Regions from separate parts of the Mus musculus genome. Here region 1 is linked to region 2. The links are chromatin contacts, called in public promoter capture Hi-C maps. All regions are on one chromosome and are shown on one strand. Each heading gives the region's core, a stretch centred on a gene start, on an enhancer-like site or on the middle of the called end of the contact. The rest is flanking DNA. Distances are from core to core; before and after follow the strand shown.

What was found. Promoter capture Hi-C pulls out the DNA fragments that hold promoters and counts their contacts.
Region 1: a promoter capture Hi-C map of pre-B cells shows a contact between it and region 2, with 5 times the contacts expected there. The contact joins the enhancer-like site here to the promoter of Cyld in region 2. A contact is called at or near these places in 8 of 39 promoter capture datasets (the 3T3-L1 cell line, the C10 cell line, hippocampal neurons and 4 more) and 2 of 115 datasets of contacts at active chromatin or transcription factors (astrocytes and regulatory T cell precursor).

The regions. Positions count from the first base shown.
Region 1 is chr8:90,793,131-90,799,381 of GRCm38.p6, reverse strand. No RefSeq gene overlaps it. Among named protein-coding and RNA genes, the nearest start is that of Gm19935, 21 kb to the left of the region's middle. Within about 2 kb of position 3,836, at least 177 of the 459 cell types and tissues checked have an H3K27ac peak or open chromatin away from gene starts, as enhancers often do. A contact at or near this core is called in hippocampal neurons, liver, pre-B cells and 2 more, where this site is marked.
Region 2 is chr8:88,694,900-88,700,670 of GRCm38.p6, reverse strand. It overlaps Cyld (CYLD lysine 63 deubiquitinase), which reads right to left and starts at 3,643. Exons shown (of 17, transcript NM_173369.3): 1 at 3,572-3,643.

The DNA of each region.
Region 1 (6,251 bases), core at 2,587-5,086, 2.1 Mb before region 2:
TTGTACTATTATGTGGGGCAATGGGCTACACACACAGACACCCTGGTTTCCAGTCAAGGCTAGATCTTGAATCCCGGGACCCGGTAGTGGTAATTCACTTACATGGGATGGAAGGAGTTCTCTCATGTCTCCTGGACTCTTGCTCCTGTCGGAGTTACCACCCCAACTCCCACAGGAGAGGCGTGGCTATCAGCCACTTAGGAATAGCACCAAGCCTTCCCATATGCAAATAAGGTTTTCCCCAAACTCTCAGTCCAAGCCAATGAGAGGTGCCTGCTGTCAAACCCTGAATCACCCCCAGAACTGTATATAAAGCCATGCAGGGAATTCAAGGTATGCGAGAACTATTCCTTTGTCTGAGCCTTTTGTTCCAAGATCTGTATGTAACACTTGGGAAGAGATCTTTTCTCCTGAAGAGCCACCCGAGATCCCACCTCACTCCTCACTGGATTTTTCGCAGGCCCAGCCTGACCCGACTCAGTTCAGAGAGGCTCAGAGTTACCTAGCGACCTGGAAGGCATGGCAGAGACTTCATCTCCCTGCCTGCACTCACATCCCTTTGCTGGAGCCTTCTCACACAGCCTGCACAGAGACCTCCGTGGAAAACCTCTGGTACCCAGGCCCACACTATTATACTTTGGGGTGCGATGTCTTGAACCCTATTGTCACTACTTATCATCTCTTTGCTTTGGGGGAAGTATTCTGAGCCTCACTTTCTTTTCCTTTTGAGACAGTTTCTCTGTAGCCTTGGCTGTCCTGGAATTTGTTTTGTAGACCAGGCTGGCCTTGAACTCAGAGATCCTCCTGCCTCTGCCTCCCTAGTGCTAGGATCAAAGGTGTGCACTACTACTGTCCAGCAGAACCTCATTGTCTCATCAGTTACATTTTGTATACCTTTATATGTATATTAGTCAGCTTTCTGCGACTGTGATACAATATCTAAGGAAATCAGGGAATGACAACCTGGTAGGATGAGACAGGAGGGCCTTAAGTTTAAGTTTTGGGCTACAAAGTCATCAGGTTTCTATTCCTGGACAAAACATCATGACCAAGAAGCAAGTTGGGGAGGAAAGGGTTTATTCAGCTTACACTTCCATATTGCTGTTCATCACCAAGGAAGCAAGGAAGTCAAGACTGGAACTCAAGCAGGTCAGGAAACAGGAGCTGATGCAGAGGCCATGGAGGGATGTTCTTTACTGGCTTGCTTCCCCTGGCTTGCTCAGCCTGCTTTCTTATAGAACCAAGATTACCAGCCCAGAGATGGTCCCACCCACAAGGGGCCTTTCCCCCTTGATCACTAACTGAGGAGATGCCCCACAGCTGGATCTCATGGAGGCATTTCCCCAACTGAAGCTCCTTTCTCTGTGATAACTCCAGCCTGTGTCAAGTTGACACAAAACTAGCCAGTACAAAAGTGAAACCTTGTATCAAGTGAGAAATGATATAGACTTATTTTGGTCCATAGTTTCAGAGGTTTTAGCACCTGCTCAGCTTTTGTTTCCGGGGCTGTGGTGAGGCAGAATGCAAAGGGCAGAGGTGCTCACTTTGTGCAGCCAGTAGGAGGAAGAGAGAGGAGTTCAAGGAGAGGGAGTGCCAGGTACTTACATACTATCTCCAGTGGGCTATGACCGTCAACTAGAGTATGCCTAAGATTGCATGACCCTCCAGTAGTCCCACCAGCTGGAGACCAAGCCTTCAATGTATAAGCCTTGGGGAAAATATTGCAGAATAAACTACAACATGTGTAAATACAATAAGGCTATATAAGAATAGGGTTGTTTTGAAGAATAAATGAAACAACAAAAAGTTTATTGCATAGAGTAGAAAATAAAATATGGCCATTGTTATAGTCATTATATAAGTATAAATGAATATATTTGTGCCTCTCTCTCTCTCTTTCTCTCTCTCCCTAAGACAGGCTCTCACTATGTACCCCTAGAAGCCTGGAACTCACTATGTAGACCAAGTTGGCCTTGAATTCACAAAGTTCTGCTTGCTTTTGCCCCCCTCCCACTCCCAAGTGCTGGGATTAAAGGGCGATGCCACCACTCCTGGATTTGATTTTTAGTGTTTCATATGGCCTAGGCTAGCCTCAAACTTCCTAGGTGGCTGAAGATGGCCTTGAACACCTAAACTTCCTGTCTCATCTCTCAAATTCTGCCATTGTGGCTGTCTTATAAATGTATATTTTTGTCAGGATATATCCCCAGGCATATTAAAAGGATAGTATTAGATAGATGGTCAAGTGAGTTTGGCCATATATGGTCCATAGAATGTAAGGAGGTTCATTAGCAAATTTTTGATATTTAATGTCTATGTATATACTTTGAAGTTCTAAGAGGTTCGACAAACCACAGGTGGCTTTCCAACCTTTTAAAATCCTGATATCAAACAGCACTTAAATTTCTGTATTCTTTAGGAGGCAGTGTTCCAAGGAAATCACTCTGGGAAAGACTGGCTAGATGGTTTCTATTGATTCCTCTTTGCCTTTCTGGCTCTTTGACTTTGCTGCTCAGGGACTCCAAGAACTTTCTCTTCTTCAGTTACTCACAGTACTTTATTTCCTTCCTGTCTTTTTTAGTTTTAGACAGTCTTCCTCCGTACAGCAGGCTAGCCTGGAACTTACTCTCCTTCTGTTGTCACTTCCAAAGTGCTGAGATGAAGCCCACTGTCCTTTCTGTCTCAAAGCCCTTTTGTGTTAAGGTCTGTGACTTACAGGGAGAAATATTTCCTGTGGTTCATGGATGAGACAACAGGACAGTGGGTTTCCTTTCTTCAGACCTGAACAGTTTTACTGTCATGTCCCAGGTGAATGTGGTTTCTAGGTTCCAGTTGTTTTGTTTTGTTTGTTTTTTTAACTTTCAGAAAAAGTTTACTTTGTCAAGGTCAGAAAAGCAGGTCAGAAATGGAATCTTCTGCCAAGCTTGGTGTTCTGTAATCCTACCACTTGGAAAGACTTAAGGCAGGAGGATTATAAACTTGAGGCCAGGAAGGCAAGAGAAACATACAAACTCCCCAGAGACACAAACTCTTTAAGTCAAGAGGAACATTGTGGTTTTTGTGCCTCCTGTGTGGTCAGCTCTGAGAATGAACTGGCTAAATCCTTGTTGGATTTTCAACTGGCAGAAGTAAGGCAGGGTCCTACCCAGAGACCAGAGGACGAGCTCCAGTCTAACTTCTCGAAGGAGAAAAGCTTAAATCTGTGCCTGATAATTACGAAGGGCTGAAAATGTGTGTATCCATGTGAGGATGCGTGTGTTTTTGAAACAAGGTCTCTAGCTCAAGCTTCCTTATATATCCAAGGATGAACTTGAGCTAGGTTTCCCTGCCTCCATCTCTCCTAAGCACGGTATTCCAGGCACCTGCCGTCACGCCTGGATTATTTACTGCACAAATGAGTACAGTGACCTGGCTCTTGTAGCCCATTATCCTGAATTTGTTCATAACCACCCTGGTACTTTTCTTATTTTCCACCCCTGAAATCTGCTCCTCTGTTCCCTGCCCCAGGAACTGACTCCAACACCCATCTGTTTATTCAAACAAGAATCTAAAAACATCCCTGACGCATCCCTCTCCTCTCTGAGCTGGCTGCTGTGTGCAAGCCAACAGGAAGCCAACACTCTCTACAATGTGACTCTTCTTTTTCTGCTACAGTCAGAGCGGCCATGACACCATCACCTCGCACCAGAATTGCGTTACTAATGGCTTTGACCTGCTCTCCTCTGATGCTATGGTCCAGTTTCAAACCCTCTTCCACCTGCCGGTAGTGGGGCTTTTTCAAAACAGAGATCTAATCTTGATCAAAGTACAACAAAACAGAAAACAGGCTCACTGCTCTTTGGCACCACCTAGGGGACAGAATGGAACAGAGGCAAGGGATGGTGGGGGTGGGGTGCGGTGGGGAGAAGGAAGTGTGGGCGGGGCTGGCCCTGCTTCCTCCAGGGGCAGGGTAAAAAGAGTGAAAGGCTGTAGGGTTTTTAGTTTCTTCCGGGCTGGACATATTTGTATACACAGCTCCCTGTCCTCCACGCAGGTCTTTGATGGCTGGGGTCTGAGGGTTTCCAGCACCCTGGGCGCTGTTTCAAAACTTCAACTATCTGGTGGAGAGTCAGGCAGGAGAATTTACCTTCTTGGAGGTAACATCTGCCTGCAGGTTTAGAGCAGATTTAGGAGCACAGAACAGTCACTAGAGGGAGGAAAAGGCAAGCGAACAATTCAGGCTTTCTTAGGTCTCCAGGAGGCTTCTCCTGGAGCCACACACTGGAATCACCCAGGGAGACCTTAAAAACCAGAGATGCTCATCCTAGCCCTAATGATCTTGCTGGCTGAGGTTTTGACTAGATGGTCCCAAGGGGCAGCCAGGGTTTACAACCGGAAGCAAAGAAGGAAGGAGAAAGGAAGAAGAGTGAGGAAGGGAAGACAGGAAGAAGGAGGGGGCTAGGAAGGGAGAGAGGAAAGGGAGAATGAACGGTTCATCTTAATAAAGACAAAGATTCACACGAAGACCACCGTGTAGTCCTCCCGTCTGTATTCCCACCATCCCAGGCTCCAGTGTTTGACATTCCAGCCACACAGCTCTATGTTCCCTTCTTCAAGCTCATCCTACTCTCCCTGGACACAGAAGTTTTGACTTGCTAACTCCCTGGCTTTTTGCCATCATAGCTCTGGTCCCTCACCCTTCATATTTTCACTCTCACTTTCCCAGGATGCCTTTCAGGACGCTCTAGGGCATCCCCTGTATCCTCTGCAGCACCATCAACTGCACTGAACATTTGACTAGAACTTTTACTCTTAGTCGTTCTAGCTAGGGCTTCATGAACATAAAAGCTACATTTTAACTTATTATTTATATATAATATGTTAATATAATAACATGTAATAAGTTTATAAAATATACTTAAAATGGAACACGCACACACACACACACACACACACACTTAAAATAGAACACACACACACACACACACACACACACACACACACACACACACACACACACACACACACACACACACACATACACACACACTAGGTTTTCCTTCTAAAGTCCAAGCTAGCCTAGAACTAGCTATATAGACCAAACTGGCCTTGAACTTGTGATTCTCCTGAAGAGGGCCTAGCTTGTGGGATTGGCATCTGGTACATGAATGCACAGGTAAGTTTATTATTATTGTGCTGGGGGAATAAAACCTGGGATCTTGTGTATGCTGGGTAAGGAAGTGCTCTATCACTTAACTATAAGTCCAGCCTTAAGGTATCTTAAAGCTACATATAGAAATAGATATGTCGAATACATATAAAGCTAGATGAAGTTCCACTGAGCATTGGATACATTTGCAAGAATTTTCTTTACAGGTTTTGTATTTTAAAACTCAGTAGCAAAAAAATGGTGTGGAAAGATCAGCATGGGGAGTGACCACTAGAGGGCAGGAGAGGCAAAGAGATGCAGGCCAGCCTGGCAGCCCTGAGCATGGATGTCTTGCACATTCTCAGAGCAGGGATTTTGGGGCCATGGAGAAAACTCTGGAATCCAGAAGCCAAAGATGTCTCCTTTGTAATCCCTCGTGTCGTGTGCAGAGAGACAGCTTGTTGTCACCTTCCTTAACTGTGCTGAGCAGACACAGCCAGGATAGCAAGCATGAGCCATTTTAGGAACACTCAGGAATGTCAAGAAGACGCTCGTCCTAGAAGTTGCATAGACTGGCTCTCAAGAACAGGCAAAAACTGAGGATTCAGAGCTATCTATAGTCTGAAGCTGGGGGCCTACTTCCTTTCTCCCGTGTCAAATTGTGCTCAATGCCCCTCCCACCTCCCCCTCCCTTCCTCCCTTGGCACTGGGGATCAAACCCAGGGCCTTGTGCATGTCAGGCATATTCAGTTGCTGAGCTGCATTCCTCCCTGCTATTTTATTTTCCAGACACAGTCTTGCTATGTTATGTAGTCCAGGTTGGTCTGGAACTCTTGCATCAGCTTCAGGTTCCAAATTTGAGGATTGCAGGCAGAGTGCCCTTCTGTGATCAGCTCGGCATACGATGACTGAAGCAATGGATCTGAGAGATCATGGACCAAACTCTCTGGAACTGGCAACTGACAATAAGCCAAAGTAAGTCCTCCTCTTCCTCCTCCTCCTCTTCCTCCTCTCCTCCTCTTCCCTTCCTCCTCTTCCCTTCCTCCTCCTCCTCCTCTCCCTCCTCCTCCTCCTCTCCCTCCTCTTCCTCCTCTTCCTCCTCCTCCTCCCCACCTCCTGTCAA
Region 2 (5,771 bases), core at 2,394-4,893:
AACATTATAAAATATTTTTTAAAGTATTATCCAAAGAGAAAGAGACGTGTGAACCTTCCCGCTTTTAAAAGGAATATATCAAGAATAAGATTCAGGGGGTTGGAGAGATGGTTCAGCAGTTAAGAGCACTGACTACAATTCCAGAGGACTCAGATTCAATTCCCAGCACCCACATTGAAGCTCACAACTATCTGTAACCCCAGGATTTGACACCCTCACACAGACACACATGCAGGTAAAACACTAGTGCATATAAAAACGAGAATAAATAAAATGTATAAAAAGAAAAAAGTATGTTTGAAACACATTAAAATTAATTTCCTTTATTACAAATAATAAAATAGAATAGAGAACTTTGTCTCTTTCTACACACATACCTGATGAAAAACCAAATGATCATTTATCATCTCAAAACATCAGCATCACAACAGAAATATCCTAACCATCTTTTCTCTTCCTGTAGTAATGAATATAATACCAACATTCTCACTCCTCTGGGATCTGCACAGTAGTTAAATAAAGCCTTAGAACCCCAAGCAATAAGAACTGTCTCAAGACTCTACAAAGAGAAACATCAAAATCACATCGTGAGCTTTTTCCAGATCACGTTCAATATTCTGATACAGTCAGTAGACCCTGAAAACTACACACTTTAAGGGCTGATGTCTGCTTTCCACCCATTCAGCTTCCGCTTTAAGTGCAGGTCATGACTGCTATTAGACAACAAGTTCACAGTAATGAGGAGAGAGAGAGTATGAAGGGGGAGATTTTCAACTATACTCTCGAGTTACTTGGCAAATGGAATCATTGTGAAGGTGAATATATCAGGAACAACTCATCTAAACATTGTCCCATGTCTGACTGGGTAACAGTAATTGTGTATATTTTGATTAATTACTGAAATACTGAAAGAAGAGTATCAAAGAGCTGGACCACAACAATGTAGCCTCAAACTGTTCAGCATGACACAAAGATGAAAGGAGGCCTTTCTTGGGGACACTGGAGACGAGGGAACAAAAAAGAATCTATCTGCTTATGAGCAAGTTGTCGGCCTGAATGCTGAGTAAAGGAGGGTTCCATTATGTTAAGATAAAAATTATTAAACTAAATGAGGGTTAAAAAAATAAATGTTGAACAATTTCCAGTGAATGAAATGATAAGATGAACAGGATGCAAGTCCTACAACAAATATTAATGATCAGAATTACCAGGTTTTAAGAATCACAATATGAATGGTCACCAGCTACATAAAAGCGATAATGTAATTTTTCTAGACTAAAACATCTGGATGCTCAAGTGATCAAGATGTACCATCCCCAAGACACTCACAAAGACAGGTGTAATTCAATCACATCTGGCTCTTCTGAGGTAGCCTCCTTGTTCTAAAACACCACAGAAAGCTTTCTAAATCACAATAGAAATTACAATACTAAATACTGCTCAAATCACAAATGGTAAAGAGGTAAGCAGGCTGGCATGGATATGCAAGAAAAGAGCCACATCTTCTCCAAATGCTTTCAGTCAGTTAGAATGACTAACTTAAGAAAAAACAACTCTTACTAAAAGAACAAGTCATTACATGCCTAAACAGTAAATAGAAATACAGAGATTTCAAGACCAGAATAATTTGTGACACGAGGATACAGTCACAAAACCAAGTGGGACTTAAAAGGTTTATTTAATAAAAAAGTCTGGAAAAAAAAAAAAAGTCTGGCTCTTGCATCTGCAGTCACATCAGGAAGACAGGAACAATGCTGTCTCTTGTGAGTTAAACCTAACCACTGGGCTCTAAAAATGTGACTTCCCCACTCCTTGTCTTTCCAGGGACTAGACCAGAAAACTTGATTAGCTTAGATTGTAATGGTGGAAGCCAAAATGCTATTTCCTTGTCCTATTTAAGTGACCAGAAGTTTCTACTATGTTAAAAATAAGAGTCAAGAAATAGAGAAACATGATGTTTGCCTAAAATATCATTAATTCTCTGGGGAAAAAAATCACAATCAATTTTATACTATGCTACTATCCATATAAGTAGAAACAAGTAAGGTGAAATGTCACAATTATGAAACCAGGTTGTTTGGAGCTTCATTTGAAACTAAAAATGTAAGATGACAGTATAAACACCAGGAGCAAAACACTAAGTATAGATTGATGGGCAGGATAATTACTGCTCTTTCTTCATGTATTAAAGACTTCCTTAAATCACTTAACCACAGTTTAGGTATCTTCTGTTTAATATGTCATTTTTACATAACAAGTTCCTGGTCTTATCAGCTCATCTCAAAAGTTTCCAGTCCAAACAAGGCTTTTTTTTTTTTTTTTAAAGAATACCTTAAAATTTTGCAGCAGAACATTAGAGAATGTTCTGGGTACTGTCAACATTCAAATTACATGAACTTCACTAAGAATTTCCAGCAAATCACTTTCCTTCAATACTGTTCTAGTGCAAATCCACCCACTACCCAGCGGGGAGCAGCAGGCTAAATTCTTGGGGCCATTCAACCTACTTGAGGTATGAGGGGGTGTGCAAGAGACTGATGTTTGAATGCACGCCCTCTTGATGCCTGCATTCTTCTCTGGAGCCAATGATTACAAAAATGAGCAATCTTATTAGGAATCCCTGATTAGCCCCAACACAGACACACACAGACACACACACACACACACACACACACACCACAGCAAGGTATGAATGAATGCTCCTCTAAGGAGACAACTTTCCAGGGAAAATCAAAAAGAGGAAGGTGGCGGGGATAGTGGGGGTTGGGAGATTGCAAGGCTTGGTGGCTAGAGGATGACAAACCCCTAAAACATGCAAATGCCAAGGGGTGGAATAGAAAAAGATGCCAAGGACATGAATAACCTGGCAGCTGACCCAGATGAACTCAGTTCCAGACCATGATCATTCGCGACTTGGCGGTCTCCTCCAAGGCTGACCATAATAATAAAAGGAAAAACAAGGTACCTGTCTCAACAGGATGCACCTTCCAACTACACAACTGTGCAAAACCATCCTCTCTCCTCCCCCCTCCCTCCAGACCAGAGAAACTGAAAGAAAAAGCAGAACACGCCATTAGCGAGGCCAGACTGCTCTTCCGGGAGCGGAGCCACCAACACCCCACAAAACAGCACAGACGTGAGGTACCATAACCCGAGATTCTCCCTGCCTCCTGCAGCCGTTGGGAGCCAGGCAGGGTCCCGGCCTCAGTTTCCCCATCTGTCCACGACGGCGGGCCAGAGAGAAAGACGGAGTCCTGCACTGCTCCTACCCAAGCCCTGTGGTGCAGGAGTCCCGCGAGTCGGGAGCCCTCGGGCAGGCTGGAGGTGACAACCGCGGTTGACGTCAGAAGCTCGTCGGCCCGGGGCAGCTAACGGGCGGGCGCTGAGGCCCGACGGTCGCCTCCGCGCTTCAGGGCGCCTGAGGCAGAGCAGGAACACTGGGGACCTAGCGTCAGCCGCGCGGCCGCGCACACTCACCCGCCTCGGCCGCCGCTCAGCGCCGCAGCCCCGGGCTTCAGAACCAGCGTCCCGGGCCGGCCGGGCGCCCCACACCCACCACCCCAGTATTTACCTCAGGCGCGCGGGCCCCCGCGCAGCCGAACCTGCTACCTGGGCCCGCCCCCACCTGCCCCGCCTCCGAACTGCCCGCGGGGAGGGAGGAGCGGAGGCGGAGAGGGTAGATGCCGCGCTAGCCAATCGTATTCAGAGATCCGACCCTGCGTGCGCTCTGATTGGGTTTTCTTGTAACAGACCTTCCTCCAATGGCTGCTGGCAGGGTGCTGGCTGAAGGGACTTTCCGCTCGGTCAAGCTCGGTGGAGGCAAAGGGAAAGCGAAGGGGCGGGGCAGAGGAGAAAGGGTGGGGGCGAGGAGCGATGGCTGATTGGGCGAAAGGCCGCCAGTGTCATGTCACCATTGGCTGAAACCACGCCTGGGCGGGGCGCTGTGCTCTTAGCTCCACCCTCCTTGCGCGGGTCTTGTCTCTTGGCTTAGCTGTCAAAACTAGGGTGGGAAGCGATCCAGAGAAGAACTGAGAATAATTTTCAGAATTCCATTGAAAGAACAAAGCTTAGAATTACACCTAGAGTCAATGTTTTCTTTCTCAGTTTGTCAACATGTAACACGGGGAACTCCCAACCATCCTAAGCCTCAATTTCCTCGTCTGTAGAACGGAGGTGTTAGTACCACCTGTTTTACCGGATTATTGTGAAATGCTATATAGTATCTCCTAACAGTAGACTCTGTACAAACTGAAGCTCTTTCTGTCCTCAGATGGCGTCTGGGACACCTGCTGTTTTTTTAAACTTCTGTGGCCATCCTCTCCAAGGGTGGAGAGAGTCTCCTAAGGATAAAGAAAGGCTTTCCACCCTCTACCTTACCCGGGACTGCATCCCTGGCCACCAGCCAGAATTAAGGGTATAATGAAGGATCTTTCAATTAGACGGAAGGATTCTGACTCCCAAAAGTGTTCAAAATATTTAAAGAAACTCTTTTTATAATCAGCCCCAGAGCCTGGCAGCACATGACTTGCTTCACTGGATAGTTCTCTTAATTAATTCCTTCTCCTTTGACATTTTAACTACTAATTATGGGAGAAGGTGATTAATACTGAGAAGGAGGGGTGTGTGTGTGTGTGTGTGTGTGTGTGTGTGTGTGTGTGTGTGTGTGTGTGTTTAATCATGACACAAATTTCCCCAGTGAAGACTACCATGTTTCTGAAAATCCAAACAATGAAAACCACTAACACAGAAGCAGACAGACACATGGGTGATTGCTAACAGTATTAACTCACAACTCCTCTCCCTGCTGAAATCAACCATGATGAAATTGGTATCTTCTGAAAACTGAAGCCTCAACTCTTTCCTGTCTTTCACTGGTATACATATATCCTGTTCCCAATTTCCCAAGCTCTAGCCACATGATATAAATCAATAGTGACACACAGTGGCCTTAGACAACAACATTCCCCTATAGATCTGGATTCTCCCATGACACTGGCATGATTCAGAGATCCAATCTGGCTGTGTGGGAGAACATTTTGCTTGGCCCCATCCAACAAGGAAGAGGACAGAGTTGAGGAAGTAGACTTGGGAATCTTTTAGTGGGTCAAGCAGACTTATTTTCTCCAGATTGTCAGAGTCCTTCCCCCACTCTGTTTTCTCTCCTCAGATCCTTTCTCTCATGCTCATTGTCCTTAGGCTCCTGGAGATGTGATTTGCCGCTCCTGGCTGAAGCATCTTTATGTCCTTTCTGATAGTGACATCTTGTATAGTTGAATGCTCTGCTTCAGTAGGGTTTGCCACTGCACTATCAGTAACCATGTACCTCACTTATCCCCACCCCCACCCCCGCTGACACATGCTCACTGAATCAGGATAAGGGCCTGACTTCATCCAAGATCACCAGCTCATCCAAACCTTACTTGCAGGCTCTTCTTAGTCGCCATTCCAGGTCAGTCGGTACTGGCTGCCTAGAACTGAGCTGCCTAGAACGATGCTGAAGCTGTGCGTTCAGGCTCAAGAGATAAAATAGCCGCCATGGTCTGACACACAAAAATGATGTTATTGTCATACTAGATACTATTTGCAGTTCTTCATCTTTCCGGTGTCTTGTTTTATGGAAGGGAGATTAAGGTCCAGAGAGGGAAAATAGTTTCCCTCAGTTACACAGCTGTTTCTTCGCCTGAGTTTAAGTGGTATCTCTGACTAAAGTGCTTCCTAGGCCTCCACAATCTTCCCTTCAAGTAAGGCCCAGCCCAAGTGCAAACTCTACC